Linked DNA regions of Mus musculus: all the other regions are linked to region 2. A link is a contact called in public promoter capture Hi-C data. All regions are on one chromosome and are shown on one strand. Each heading gives the region's core, a stretch centred on a gene start, on an enhancer-like site or on the middle of the called end of the contact. The rest is flanking DNA. Distances are from core to core; before and after follow the strand shown.

The links. Promoter capture Hi-C pulls out the DNA fragments that hold promoters and counts their contacts. Capture Hi-C pulls out chosen DNA fragments and counts their contacts.
Region 1: a contact with region 2 is called in a promoter capture Hi-C map of hippocampal neurons, with 6 times the contacts expected there. The contact joins the enhancer-like site here to the promoter of Dll3 in region 2. A contact is called at or near these places in 3 of 39 promoter capture datasets (hippocampal neurons and liver) and 1 of 9 other capture datasets (liver).
Region 3: a promoter capture Hi-C map of liver shows a contact between it and region 2, with 2.5 times the contacts expected there. The contact joins the promoter of Upk1a here to the promoter of Dll3 in region 2. A contact is called at or near these places in 1 of 39 promoter capture datasets (liver) and 2 of 9 other capture datasets (liver and pancreatic islet).

The regions. Positions count from the first base shown.
Region 1 is chr7:30,345,990-30,350,315 of GRCm38.p6, reverse strand. 4930479H17Rik (a long non-coding RNA gene) reads left to right here. Exons shown (of 3, transcript XR_881936.2): 2 at 2,451-2,971; 3 at 3,115-3,719. Among named protein-coding and RNA genes, the nearest start is that of 4930479H17Rik, 5.8 kb to the left of the region's middle. Within about 2 kb of position 2,310, at least 29 of the 459 cell types and tissues checked have an H3K27ac peak or open chromatin away from gene starts, as enhancers often do. A contact at or near this core is called in hippocampal neurons, where this site is marked.
Region 2 is chr7:28,299,359-28,303,445 of GRCm38.p6, reverse strand. It overlaps Dll3 (delta like canonical Notch ligand 3), which reads left to right and starts at 1,661. Exons shown (of 9, transcript NM_007866.2): 1 at 1,661-1,762; 2 at 1,881-2,162; 3 at 3,222-3,279. The coding sequence starts at 1,700.
Region 3 is chr7:30,610,928-30,614,811 of GRCm38.p6, reverse strand. Upk1a (uroplakin 1A) reads left to right here and starts at 2,078. Exons shown (of 8, transcript NM_026815.2): 1 at 2,078-2,098; 2 at 2,338-2,425. The coding sequence starts at 2,345.

The DNA.
Region 1 (4,326 bases), core at 1,061-3,560, 2.0 Mb before region 2:
CAGCACCTTTGCCCAGTTTGTATTCCCACAAGCCCTGAGGATCCACTGTACCTCCCCATCCTCCTTTTCCTAGTTCGAGTCTGGTCTAACACTGCTTTAACTACCCGGATTCCTCCACGGACCTCCCTCTGGGATCCTGGCCACAGCATTCCTCTCTGACCCAAACCCTTCTTAGTGTCAAACCTGTCGGCTGCATATAAGCTTCCATGGCTCACCAGGGTCCCGGTTCAGAGTCAGAGCTGTCTGGGAGGCTGAGACAGGAAGGTTGCATGACTTTTTGAGTTTGAAGCCAGCCTGGGATACATCACAAGACCTTGTCTTTAAAAAAGCAAACAAAACCCTTCACTTTGGGGTATCTATGACCCCCGCCTTCCTCGAGTACCATCTCCAACATAACACTCCTTCAGTGTAGACAGAATACTAACCATTCCCAGGAAGCGAAGGCCCTCCCATCATGCCTTTCTTCCCACACCCCCTCATTTACCCTGCTTGGGATGACAAGCCTCCCGGGAAAGCGACACAGGAAGCTGTGGAAAGAAAGCTCCCTCTCTCTTTATGTCTTACCAACAACAAAGCTTCTAAGGAGAAGAGAGTTAGAATATGGGGGAGAAGGTGTTGAGAATCTGCCCCCCACCCTGTCTTTCCCAGCCCTCCTAGCTCCCCCTTCCAGCTACTCCCTTGTAGGAGCAGTCCTCGAGGGGACAGGAGAGGGGAGGCCAAAGCTATCCCTTGGAGGCCTCAGCGCCCCACCCTCCAGATCTCCTCATCCAGCCTTCCCAGTATTCTCTCCTGCTCTGTCTCCAGTCGCTCCTGCAGGCCAAACGGTAGGCCTCCAGGTCTCCTTCCCTAAACTTGGGCGTTCCCTAAAGTCTCCAGGTCCTCTTTCAGACGCAGCAGCGATCTCTACTCCCTTCCTCGGAACCCAGGCTTCCCACTGCGACCCTTCCTAGGGCCTCAGAACTTCTAGCCAAAAGCTTCTTCCTCCTCAGCAGGCTATGGAGGCTGTTCCTCTGTTCTAGAATGTTCTTCCGGTGTCGGCTTCCTCACTTGACCGCTTTGCCCCATTCTTCTGTTTACAGGAATATAGAGCCTCTGCTCCCTCCAAACACGATCAAACCAGTTCTCTATACTCAAAGACCCTTTTCTAGTCCTAATGTCTCTCAAATAAGCTCTCTCCTTCTCTCCTTCCCCACCAAGTCTCCTTCCCTTCCTTCCTGACTCTCTCCCCACTCGTCCCTCTCTGCCCTTCCCTCACATCCTCCTCTTCCTCCTCTCCCTCCTCCTTGTAATTCCTCAACATTCCCTCGTCATGTGCCTGTTCATCTCCAACATGTCTCACCTCCTCAACCAATCCCTCTTCCCCCCCTCTTCCGCCATCTGCCTCTAGTCTCTAACCCCACAATTCCAACCTGATGGTAACAGGTCAGACTGGAGCCACACATCCCTTGCTGCTTCAGGGAGCGTGATGAGGGCCAGGACCAAGCTTAAAGATGGTACACAAGTGACTTGTAGTATACACAGCTCCCCCTGGGTCCCGATAGGCAAGAGCCCCAGCCTACCTATCCTATCCATTTCTGGGAGTGTGCCCACAGGGAAGAGGGTCAAGAGGCCCTCTAATACTCGGTCATCGCTGCCTTCATACCTGCTCGAACACCTTGATGCTCTGGATTTCCCACAGACATGTGGATGTACAAAGACGATGGCTGGTGACCTCAGAGCCAAGGGTGGAAAGGCTGCCTGACATGGCTCAGTGAAAGTGGAATTTCTTTGGACGCGATTCTGGCTGGTTAGGACAAGATCTATTGACAGACTGTGCCAGTAGATACGACAAACTGGTTCTGGAAGCATAATAAGGCAGGCAGACCAGAAAAAGTAAGCCATCTCTCCCAGCTCTGTGAAGTGTGTGTGTGTGTGTGTGTGTGTGTGTGTGTAGCAGCTTTTTGAGATGAGGGAACCAGAGCCCACAGAAGTTAGGTGTATGGTTCAAGTTCCCATGGCTTGAAAAAGACAGTGGGGATTCAAACCTGGCGGAATGGCCTCCCAATTTACCCAACTATTCTGGTTCCCTCCTCTGCGCTCCGGGTTCACTCAGACTCAACAGCTGCGTTTGTGGGTTTCTAGGGCCGCCGCTTAATCACAGCTTTCTTGGAAAACGGGGGCGCTGAGAAACCCGACTTCCGGCTGTGTGTGTGTGTTGCCACCGCCCGAAGGGCCCCGATGGTGGTGCTACTGTCAGTACCAATGAGCCGGCGCCCAGTGCCCGAGGGCTGCTGAGGAATCCACGTGGGCGAGCCTGCCTGGACCCAACGCCGCGGCGCCACCTGCTGGGCGCTCGCGGTGATGCCGCGGCTACGGCCGGGCGACTCGCAGTCAGCTTTCTGGGGTAATGGGCCTCCTGCTGCACATAACCTGCCTGTCAGTATTCTTACATCTTGAACCCTTCCTTCCAGGAACGGCAGGTGTAGAGCAGAATGCGGGTGACCAATCAAGTTCCCATGATATGCCATTCATCCGGTGGCACTGATGATTGGACATTCTTGTCAGCAAGCAAGACACAAGGGTACCAACTACTGCTGCTCAAGGGTGGCAGGGACCGCCAGGGCCTGGAGAAGCGAGAAGACCTGTTGAGGATCAGGGTCGGGAAAAATTACAAAACTACATTCTATTCCTCATGAAGCCGCCCCGAGACCGTTTTTAAAATTCGAATCATGTCCCTTCTCTACTCAAAATCCCCCAGTGCAATCACCCCGCCTGCCAGCAGCGCCAGAGTCCTGACAGTGATTTATAAGTCCTACATGAGGGACTGGAGGTGGGGCGCACCCAGTTGATAGAGTGCTTGCCTAGGATGTACAAAGCCCTGGGTTTGATCCCCAGTACTTGCCTATTCTCTCAGCACTCTGGAAGTGGAAGCAGACACACAGAAGTTCATAGTGATGTGCGAGACAAGCATAACATCCTGTCTCAAAATCAAGTAGGTGAATTAAATTTAAAATTAGAGCCGGTGAGATGGCTCTTCATCTCACTGGTTGCTAAGCCTGACGACCTAAGTTCGAGTCCCCGGGACCCACTGAGCAGGAGAGCCTTGGCACCTACGAGTTGCCTTTTGCTGGGCAGGTCTGCAAGCTTTGGACCACCTCTTTGGCAGCAGTAGTGGCTGGGCGTGGTGATGGTGGTGTGTGCACACCTTGGTACTGCTGCGTCACAGGCCTATAAATAGGTGAGGCTTTATGGGCTAAGTGGTAAGTGCTTTTATATATAATGTATGCATGCACATTATGTAATATATTCCTCACAGTCAACCTGGAGGCAGGTCTTTTTATTATCCCAGTTTTATAGAGAAACCAATTGGAGGTCGAAGGCGCTAAATCATTGCCCAGAGCCACACTCAGAGCAGGTGGCTGCTTGTAACCAAAATTCTCCGGGGCTATTGGAAAGGAGCCGCTTTGCCTAAGCAGCACAAAGCTTTGCGCAGACTCTAAATGCGGTCGGGCGCTGGCCATGGTGCTGAACAGAATAGCCGCAGCTTCTCCGCTTGAGATTGTCAGGTAACCTTGGAATTAAGGAGCTCTTTCTCAACCATGGTGATGAAAGAAACGTGAAAGTGTGTTCGGAAAGAATCTATAGTTTCTCAGCAACGAAGACAGAAATTTTCCTGTCTCACAAATTCTGGGACCAAAGTATCTACTTTTTTGTTGTTGTTGTTGTTGTTGGTTTTTCGAGACAGGGTTTCTCTGTGTAGCCCTGGCTGTCCTGGAACTCACTTTGTAGACCAGGCCAGCCTCGAACTCAGAAATCCGCCTGCCTCTGCCTCCCAAGTGCTGGGATTAAAGGCGTACGCCACCACCACCCGGCTCGAAGTATCTACTTTTATTATTTTAAAATATTTATATTTATTCATTTATTTATTTGATTTTTGGAGACAGGTTTCTCTGTGTGGCTCTGGCTGTCTTAGAACTTACTCTGTAGACCAGACTTGCCTCGTATTCAGAGATCCACCTGCCTCTGCCTCCCTAGTGCTGGAATTAAAAGCATGTACCACCACTGCCATTATTATTATTATTATTACTACTACTACTACTACTACTACTACTACTACTACTAACTATTATTATCTTCGAGCTGTACTCTGGAGTGGGGAGCAAGCTTGGAACCCTGACCCAAACTAGATGAGCTCTCATAAGTCACTTCCCCTCTCTGACCTTCCACTTCCTCCTCTGTAACAGTGGAGAACACACCAACACACCATGTATTGGTAGCATTTTAAAAAGGAGAACCCAGTACAGTGATCCATGATTATATCCTAGTACTTAGGAGGTGAGGCAGGAG
Region 2 (4,087 bases), core at 412-2,911:
CTCAGCCGGAGTGCTAACCTAACAGGCATAAGGAGTGTTCACAGGAAAGAGAACTGAGGAGAGAAGCAGTGGTTTGGGGCCTTAGAGGTGTTTGTTTGTTTTATATTTTTATATGTCTGGGGGCAGAGTAGGCATGGGCATCCGGTAAGAGAAGAGTGGTGGGGGTAGTTCCTGGCCATGTGGATCCACGGGTGAAAACAGGCTTGGCAGAAAGTGCCCTGCCTAAGTCATCTCACCAGCTGGAAGATGCTGTTTTAGACCGGATGGAATGATCTGGAGCGCCTCTTTGGAAGGTGTGTGCCAGCAGAGTCTACAGTGAGAGGAAAAGCTCCTGGGATGGCTGGTCGGGCAGGCATGATCGTCCCAGGGCCTCAGCCTTTGCTGTTCACAATGTGTTTGCTCCAGGATCCTCCTCACACCCCAGGCCTTAGCAGGGGCTCTGTTTCTGTGCGTAACAAAGTCCTAAACAGCTAAGACTTTCAGAAATCCCTTAAAGTCTGCTTTATTTGTGATTCAGAGCTCTGGAAATACCACCTTGCCTCGTGGTGAAGCAAAACCAGGTGTGGTAGGGTTTTGTGGTATTTTCCTGTATTGGTTTTGAGAAAGGCTTTATGTCGTCTAGGCTGGCTTCTTTCTCTTGTTTGTCCTGCTTCTGCACTGCTGGGATTACAGGTCTGCCATGCCCACCCACGCCTCTTTTTCGACTAAACATTTAGTGGGACTATAGCCGTCTCCCCTCTACAAGACAAATGTGGATATAGGAGCAACTTATATTTTCCCTAAAATTACTAGCTCTGAGTATTAACTTAGTATTTACTGGGGGTGGGGAGTGGGTTTCCTCTGTTTCTGCAGCCTTGCTCACCGTCTGACTTCAGCACACTAGCCTGGGCACCTGCACCTAAATTGTTTTACTTGCCTGGATCCTGCGAAATCCCACCTCCTCGCCCCCCGGGGTGGGATGAGCAGCTCCATTCATCTGGGGTGGAGAGTGGGGCCCTGGTGCCCGAAGACTGAAGACTAATTTCCTGTCCGTTTGCCTCTCACACCTTCCTGAGCCCAAATGGGAGGCCCAGCTGCGGCCCAAGGGGGAGGGGCACGGCCGCCCGGCAGATGGCGACATTTACATACAGCTGGGAGGCCCCTCCAAGACCAGGATCCTAGCCTGGCGTCTGGTGGCGATACTGGCTTCGCGGAGGGGGGGCTTTGTTTTAAGAAGGGGAAACACACATGCATACACACGAGAGGTCTTCCACAAACACACAGGGGTCCACACAAAGAACTCAGGATTCTTCCTCACCGCCTCCTCTGTGGGGCTCCGAAACACAACCTCACACACAGCCGGCTGGAGACGCATTCACTGCACTCATGGGTTCATAGGGTCCTCCACAGCGGACAGGAGCTCACATAAGTACATACATGATAGAGAGGAATGCACCTGTATTTCCGTTCTCCCACTTCAGTACGCACAGTATCTTAGAAATTAACCCCTGCCGCTTTCAGATTGGCGCATGCAATCACACTCAGGATGAACCTCACCAAGTCGCCCACATAGAGTTACTGTATCCCTTTCCCTGGGACCCCTCTCGGCCGGTAGCTAAAAGACTGGCCTGAAGGGGCGGAGCGTCCCCTCAAATATAAGACTCCGGCATCCAGCAGCTGCGACTCCTGAGACTATTTCCCCATCCTGTCCCCCAAAGCAATGGTCTCTCTGCAGGTGTCTCCGCTTTCCCAGACGCTGATCCTGGCTTTTCTTCTTCCTCAGGTCAGATACAGAAAGGAAAGGAACAGATGGGGTTGGGCCGAGACCTGGAGGTCTTAGAGACTTTCATGGGGCACACAGATACCTAGGTCCCTTAACCTTGTGGCCCTCTCTGTCCCAGGCACTGCCAGCTGGTGTCTTCGAGCTACAAATTCATTCTTTCGGGCCAGGCCCAGGCCTCGGGACCCCACGCTCCCCCTGCAACGCCCGAGGCCCTTGCCGCCTCTTCTTCAGGGTCTGCCTGAAGCCCGGAGTCTCCCAGGAGGCCACCGAGTCCCTGTGCGCCCTGGGCGCAGCACTGAGCACGAGCGTCCCGGTCTATACGGAGCACCCCGGAGAGTCAGCGGCTGCCCTGCCGCTGCCTGATGGCCTCGTACGTGTGCCCTTCCGCGATGCTTGGCCGGTGAGTCCAACCTCCACCTCTTTCTGTCCCCCCCCAGCTCCCGACACCATCCCGTGCCCCAGAGCCTTTACTACCCCCTCCTCTCCGAAACCCACATTCCCAGACCCCCTCCGCTATTCTCTTCAGGGATGTCTTAAAACTGGGCTTCTCATCTTTTTGTGGTTGTGTGTGTGTGTGTGTGTGTGTGTGTGTGTGTGTGTGTGTGTGTGTGTGTTATACTCACGAATACGCTTTACAGCGATATGTGGACAATTTCAGTTCTGCCCTTTATTTACCATGTGGGACCCAGGGGGTTGGACTAAGGTTTTCAGTAAGTGTTTTTTACCCAGTGAATCCTCTTCTCATCCTGTTTTGTTGTTATTGTTTGTATTTTGTTTTGTATTTTTAGAGACAAGCCTGGCTGTCTCTGAGTTCACTATGTAGCTAAATCTGGTCGTGAGTTCCTGATCCTCCTGTCTTCACTCACTCCCATCTCCCAAGTGCTGGAGTTATGGGGTGCAATAGCAAGTCGAGTTGGGGTCTTTGTCTTTATTCTAGATCTCTTCTTTGGACCTGGGGCTCCTCTCAAGCACTTTCTTGAGGTCACCTAATCTCTCATGTTTCCAGCCTTAGTTCTTTTGGTTGGGACATCAGGTCACTTACTGAATCCTGGTCCCCATCCCTGTACCCTGCACATCTCAAAAAGAATCAGGGCCCGTATTTGAAATGTAGACATTGTTGGGAACTTTTTCCATATTTTATTTCCTCACCTGTAGATGGGAACACCTTAGTATGTCCTTTTGGACAGGGTCTTGCTAGATACCCCAAACTAACCTCATATTTGAAACCCTCCTATCTCAGCCTCCTGAGCGCTGGGATTACAGGTATGTGCAAACACACTTGGCACAATGGCGTATCCAGAATGAGACCAAAATGCTCCTGGCTCCCGGGGCAGCTCCTTCTGGGAATGCTCCGTAGCTCAGTCCCAGAGCTGGCTTCCAGACTCCGTGCTGTGTTCTGGAGGTCAGTGAGCTTCCCTGACCACCGGCTTCCTCTCTTCGTTCTTCTCTGTCCAACCAGGGCACCTTCTCCCTCGTCATTGAAACCTGGAGAGAGCAGCTGGGAGAGCATGCTGGAGGTGGGTGTCTCACGGGTAGGAAGGGGCAGTGTTGAGTTCAGGACTGATAATGGGCTGCCTCTAAAGTGGAGCATTCCTGCTGGGCTTGTGATGTCATCATAGCTCCTAGGATGTGGTGCTGGGCTAGTGGTTTTGGATCTGTGGGCAATCTGGGTATAAATATAATTCAAAATTCCTAATGGTAGCAATGTAAAGACCATGTCCTGAGAGAGGTTGAGCATCTCTGACCCCAAAATGAGACAAAGGGCTCCAAAATCCATTTATTGTATCTTATCTGTTGTAATAGAGAAGAACTCCCCATATGCTATGCAAGACTCCATCATTGAGCCTTGCTCCTAGTCCCTAGTAGATTCCTGGGACACTCTACTTCTGAGCCATCTCCTTGGCCTTGATTTTGTATTTGAAACAATGTCTCATGTAGCCCAAACTGTCTTCAAAATGCCCATTATAGGAATTATCCCCACTATGCTGCACCTAAAATTTAAGTCTTTTTCTTGAAACAGGGTGTCACATAATGTAGACAGGCCTTGAACTTGCTGTGTAGCCCAGGCTGTCCTTGAATTCACAGTTCTCCTGCCTCCGCCTCCCAAGTGCTGGCGTTGTGAGCATGAACCACCATTTTGAGGTTGGTTGTCTCTTTTTAGCTTTCTGGATAAGGCTCCTCCATTGGTACTAGGCCATCCATCTGGCTTAACTCTGCCCTTTGTGAGGCTTTTGCTGGGATTAGACATGAGTGGAGCCACTACGCATAAGACCTTGAGGGGGCGCTATGACTTCACTTTTGGAGATCCTGTCCGTAGCTATTGAT
Region 3 (3,884 bases), core at 829-3,328, 2.3 Mb before region 2:
TGTCTCAGCCTTCTGTGTGCTGGACTACATGTTTCGTAGCACCAGCCCTGGATGTTTTCTTTCATTTTTCAAGAGATTTTATTTTACTTTTAATTGTATGTGTGAGGGATTGTATGTCCCTGAGGTGGCCAGAAGAGGGTGGTAGATTCTCTGAAGCTGGAGTAACTTGCAGTTGTGAGTTGCCCAATATGGGTGGGAACTAAACTCAGGTCTCTTCAAGAGCAGTATATACACGTAACTGCTGAGCCTTCTTCTCCAGCCCCAGCTCTCTAGTATTTTTTTATTACATTTATTTAGTGTTCATATTTGTGAGTACATGCATGCAATAAGGGTGCATGTGCCATAGCCTGAGGGTAGAGTTCAAAGGACAATTTGCAGGATTCAGTTCTCCCCCATCATGTGAGTTCTAGGCCAGCTTGGTCTGCAGAGTGAATTTTAGGACAGCCTGGGCTGTGTAGAGAGACTGTTGCAAAAATAAAATAAATTTATACGCGCGCGCGCGCGCGCGCACACACACACACACACATAAACATAAGGCCCAATTATTTAGCAAATTATTTTAACTAAAATTCATTTCTGTCCATGAACTTTTGTTTAGATTTTCTTGGAAGCCCTTAGATAGATGTAAATGGGAAGAGAACAGGTATTTTAAATCTAAAGGAAGCTGATAATTTCCAATTACATTGGAAAACACCTCATGTGCTTTCTTACCAAGAATGCCTGGTGTTTTGTTTTAAGGGCTGGGTCTCATTGGGTAGCTATGACTGACTTGGAATTCCCCATGAATGCCAGGATGGCTTCGAACTCTCTCTGCCGGGATTAATGGCATACACCAAGGCAGGGAAACTGAACATGACCCTGAGGTCAAGATGCTCCTGTCCTAATCTCACGCGCTCAGCTAACCCATTGTCTTGGCAGGGGAATTTTAAGTGCCTTTTTTTTTTTTTGCCGCCTTCTGCAATAGATAGGAAAGCCACCACTGGGAAAGAGAATTTAACAAAACCCCTGGAGAATTTCTGGGGCCGGGCTCTTGCTTTAAGCGACCACCAGAGGGCGCTGTCCGAGAGACCTCGGGCTCTACCCATTCACCACACCTCTGAAGCTTTTCCTGACCTGGACGGTGCAGATGTGCGCTTAGTTACGCTGCTAGAGGAGACAGCAGGAATTAAGCCTAGATATGCTTGCTTTTGTTGTTGTTGTTGTTGTTGTTGTTGTTGTTGTTTCTCCTTCCCACTACCTCACCCCACCTCTCTGCCTATATAGCTCAGGATGGTCTCGAACCCATAATCCTCCTTGCCTACGCCTCCCCACTACCGGGATTACAATTACAGGCGTGCACTTCTGTATCTGACTTGAATTTAGATCCCTTCTATTCTTCAGCCTGAAGAGTGTGTGTGTGTGTGTGTATGTCCACGCGGCCGTCCCGGGTGGGAGGAGGAGTTCCTCTCCCACCACATCCATACCACATGTCCCCTTCCTTTTCTAGCATACTCCTTCCTCCTTTTTCATATATACATACCTATCTCAAACCCCTCACCATTCTCTTCTGCCACTGTAGCCATAACCAAGCACCTCTGAGCGTGCCTTGCACCTTGCCCTCAATTCCCTCCCACAGCCCTGCCTTGAGCCCACCCCATTATCCTCTGCTGTGTGGGTGTGGGTGTGTGGGTGGGGTCTCTCTCTGGTCCTCCCTCTGCCTCCAAAGCTACAGAAGGCAGTTTTCTAATGTGGGATTCCCACGAGGATCTGTCATGGATCTGACCCCTGCTCTCGGGAAAGCCTACCGTGCACCTAAGGAAAGGACAGATCAAGTGGCTAACTTTTCCCATCCCCACCCCCACCCCTCTGGCATGGCTGCAGCCTGGGAATTAGAGCCTCTGGGTACATAGATCACCTTGCCCCAGTGGCCAGTCAGGAGCACAATCCTGAATTTCAGGTCTGTAAATCACTTGAGTGTCAAGGAGCTCATAAAAATCTATCATGGTCAGTCTGCTGAACTCCTGCCCCCTCCTCCTCTGAGACTGGCTCAAGGAGGGGTTTGGGCATATATAGGGAGCTGCTGTAGCTGGGGCTGACCAGAGAGGCTTCTGTAGAGAAGGTGAGGAGGTGTTCTGGGGGTTGACAGGGCAAGGGGCTGGGGAGGGCAACAGCTGCCCTGCAGTTAGAGGCTGCTCGGCTTTTCTTCTTCTGTAGAAGGCTCACTGCTAAGCTGTTGGACTCTGGGCATATGGACACCAGCCTGGGCTCTGCAGCTCATGAGCATCTCCTGGTAGATGGGGTCTGAAGTAGACCCTGCCTCCTGCCCTCCTAACTTCTGCCCTGCTTCTGTGTCCCCAGCAGGAAGATGGCTTCTGCAGCGACAGAGGGAGAGAAGGGGTCTCCTGTGGTGGTGGGGCTGCTGGTCGTGGGCAACATCATTATTTTGGTGAGACGCGGAATAATGGGAGCGGGAAAGTGTGGTGGGGAGGTGGCAGCTGAGATCCCAGGTCTATGAGCTGCAGGCTCTAGTCCCAGATCCTAAAGGGGATCCCAGCTACCTGTTCTTACAGAGGGAGCAACCTGTTCTCTGGGAATCCTTCTTGTGGATCATGTAGATTCATCCACAACTCAGGGGAAACGCTTGAGAGACAAGAGTGGTAAACACACACACACACACACACACACACACACACAGCCGTAATCGCAGCTTTTGGAAGGCTGAGGCCAGAGAATAATGGCTGTGAGTCTGAAGCCAATCTAAACTATAGTGTGTGAAGTTCTGTTTAGAGAGAGGAAGGGGGAGGGGGAGGGGGAGGGGGAGGGGGAGGAGAGGAGAGGAGAGGAGAGGAGAGGAGAGGAGAGGAGAGGAGAGGAGAGGAGAGAAGAGAAGAGAAGAGAAGAGAAGAGAAGAGAAGAGAAGAGAAGAGAAGAGAAGAGAAGAGAAGAGAAGAGAAGGGAAAAGAGAAGAGAAAGTTGAGAATTAGTGTCAAGAGAATCTGTCAAGTATCAAGTACTGGAACTCACTCTGTAGACCAGGTTGGCCTCGAACTCAGAGATCCTCCTGCCTCTGCCTCTGCCCGCTGGGTTCTAGGATTAAAGGTGTGCGCCCCCACTGTCCAGCTGATGTTGTGATGTTGGTTTTTAAAAGAGGAAAACTATGTGATGCTTGGGTGTTGCCCTGAGCCAGGCAGGCTTGGGTTCATATCCCAGCTCTGCTAGTTATGGGACTGGAGGCCATCAGTATCACCTCTGTGATCCCTGGCTTTCTCATCAGCAAGACAGACAGACAGACAGAGAGAGAGAGAGAGAGAGAGAGAGAGAGAGAGAGAAGAGAGGAACAGGGATGCTTTGCACACACCTGTGGCACTGAGGAGGTGAGGCAGGAGGACTGCCACACCACAAGTTTGAAATCACCTTGGACCACACAGTAAGTCCAGGCCAACTTAGGTTATATCATGAGACCTTGTGTCAAAAACCCAAGACAACAACCAAAGCTTGTCCACAGAGAAATTTTCCTTTTCTCCTTCTTTCCTCATCTCTGATTTTTTTTTTAAGATTTATTTATCTTATGTATGTGAGTACACTGTTGCTCTCTTCAGACACAGCAGAAGAGGGCATAGGACCCCATTACAGATGGTTGTGAGCCACCATGTGGTTGCTGGGAATTGAACACAGGATCTCTGGAAGAGCAGCCAGTGCTCCAGCCCCTCATCTCTGATTTTCAGGACAGATCCACCACCTCTGCTCTGCCTGCCAGGGGCTAGGATTAAAGGTGTGTACCATCAAGCCTGGCATTACAGAGGACAGTTTGTAATTCCTTTGTCCCCATGACAACCTGGTTTTTTTTTTTGTTTTGGTTTTGTTTTGTTTTGTTTTTCAAGTCAGGGTTTCTCTGTGTAGCCCTG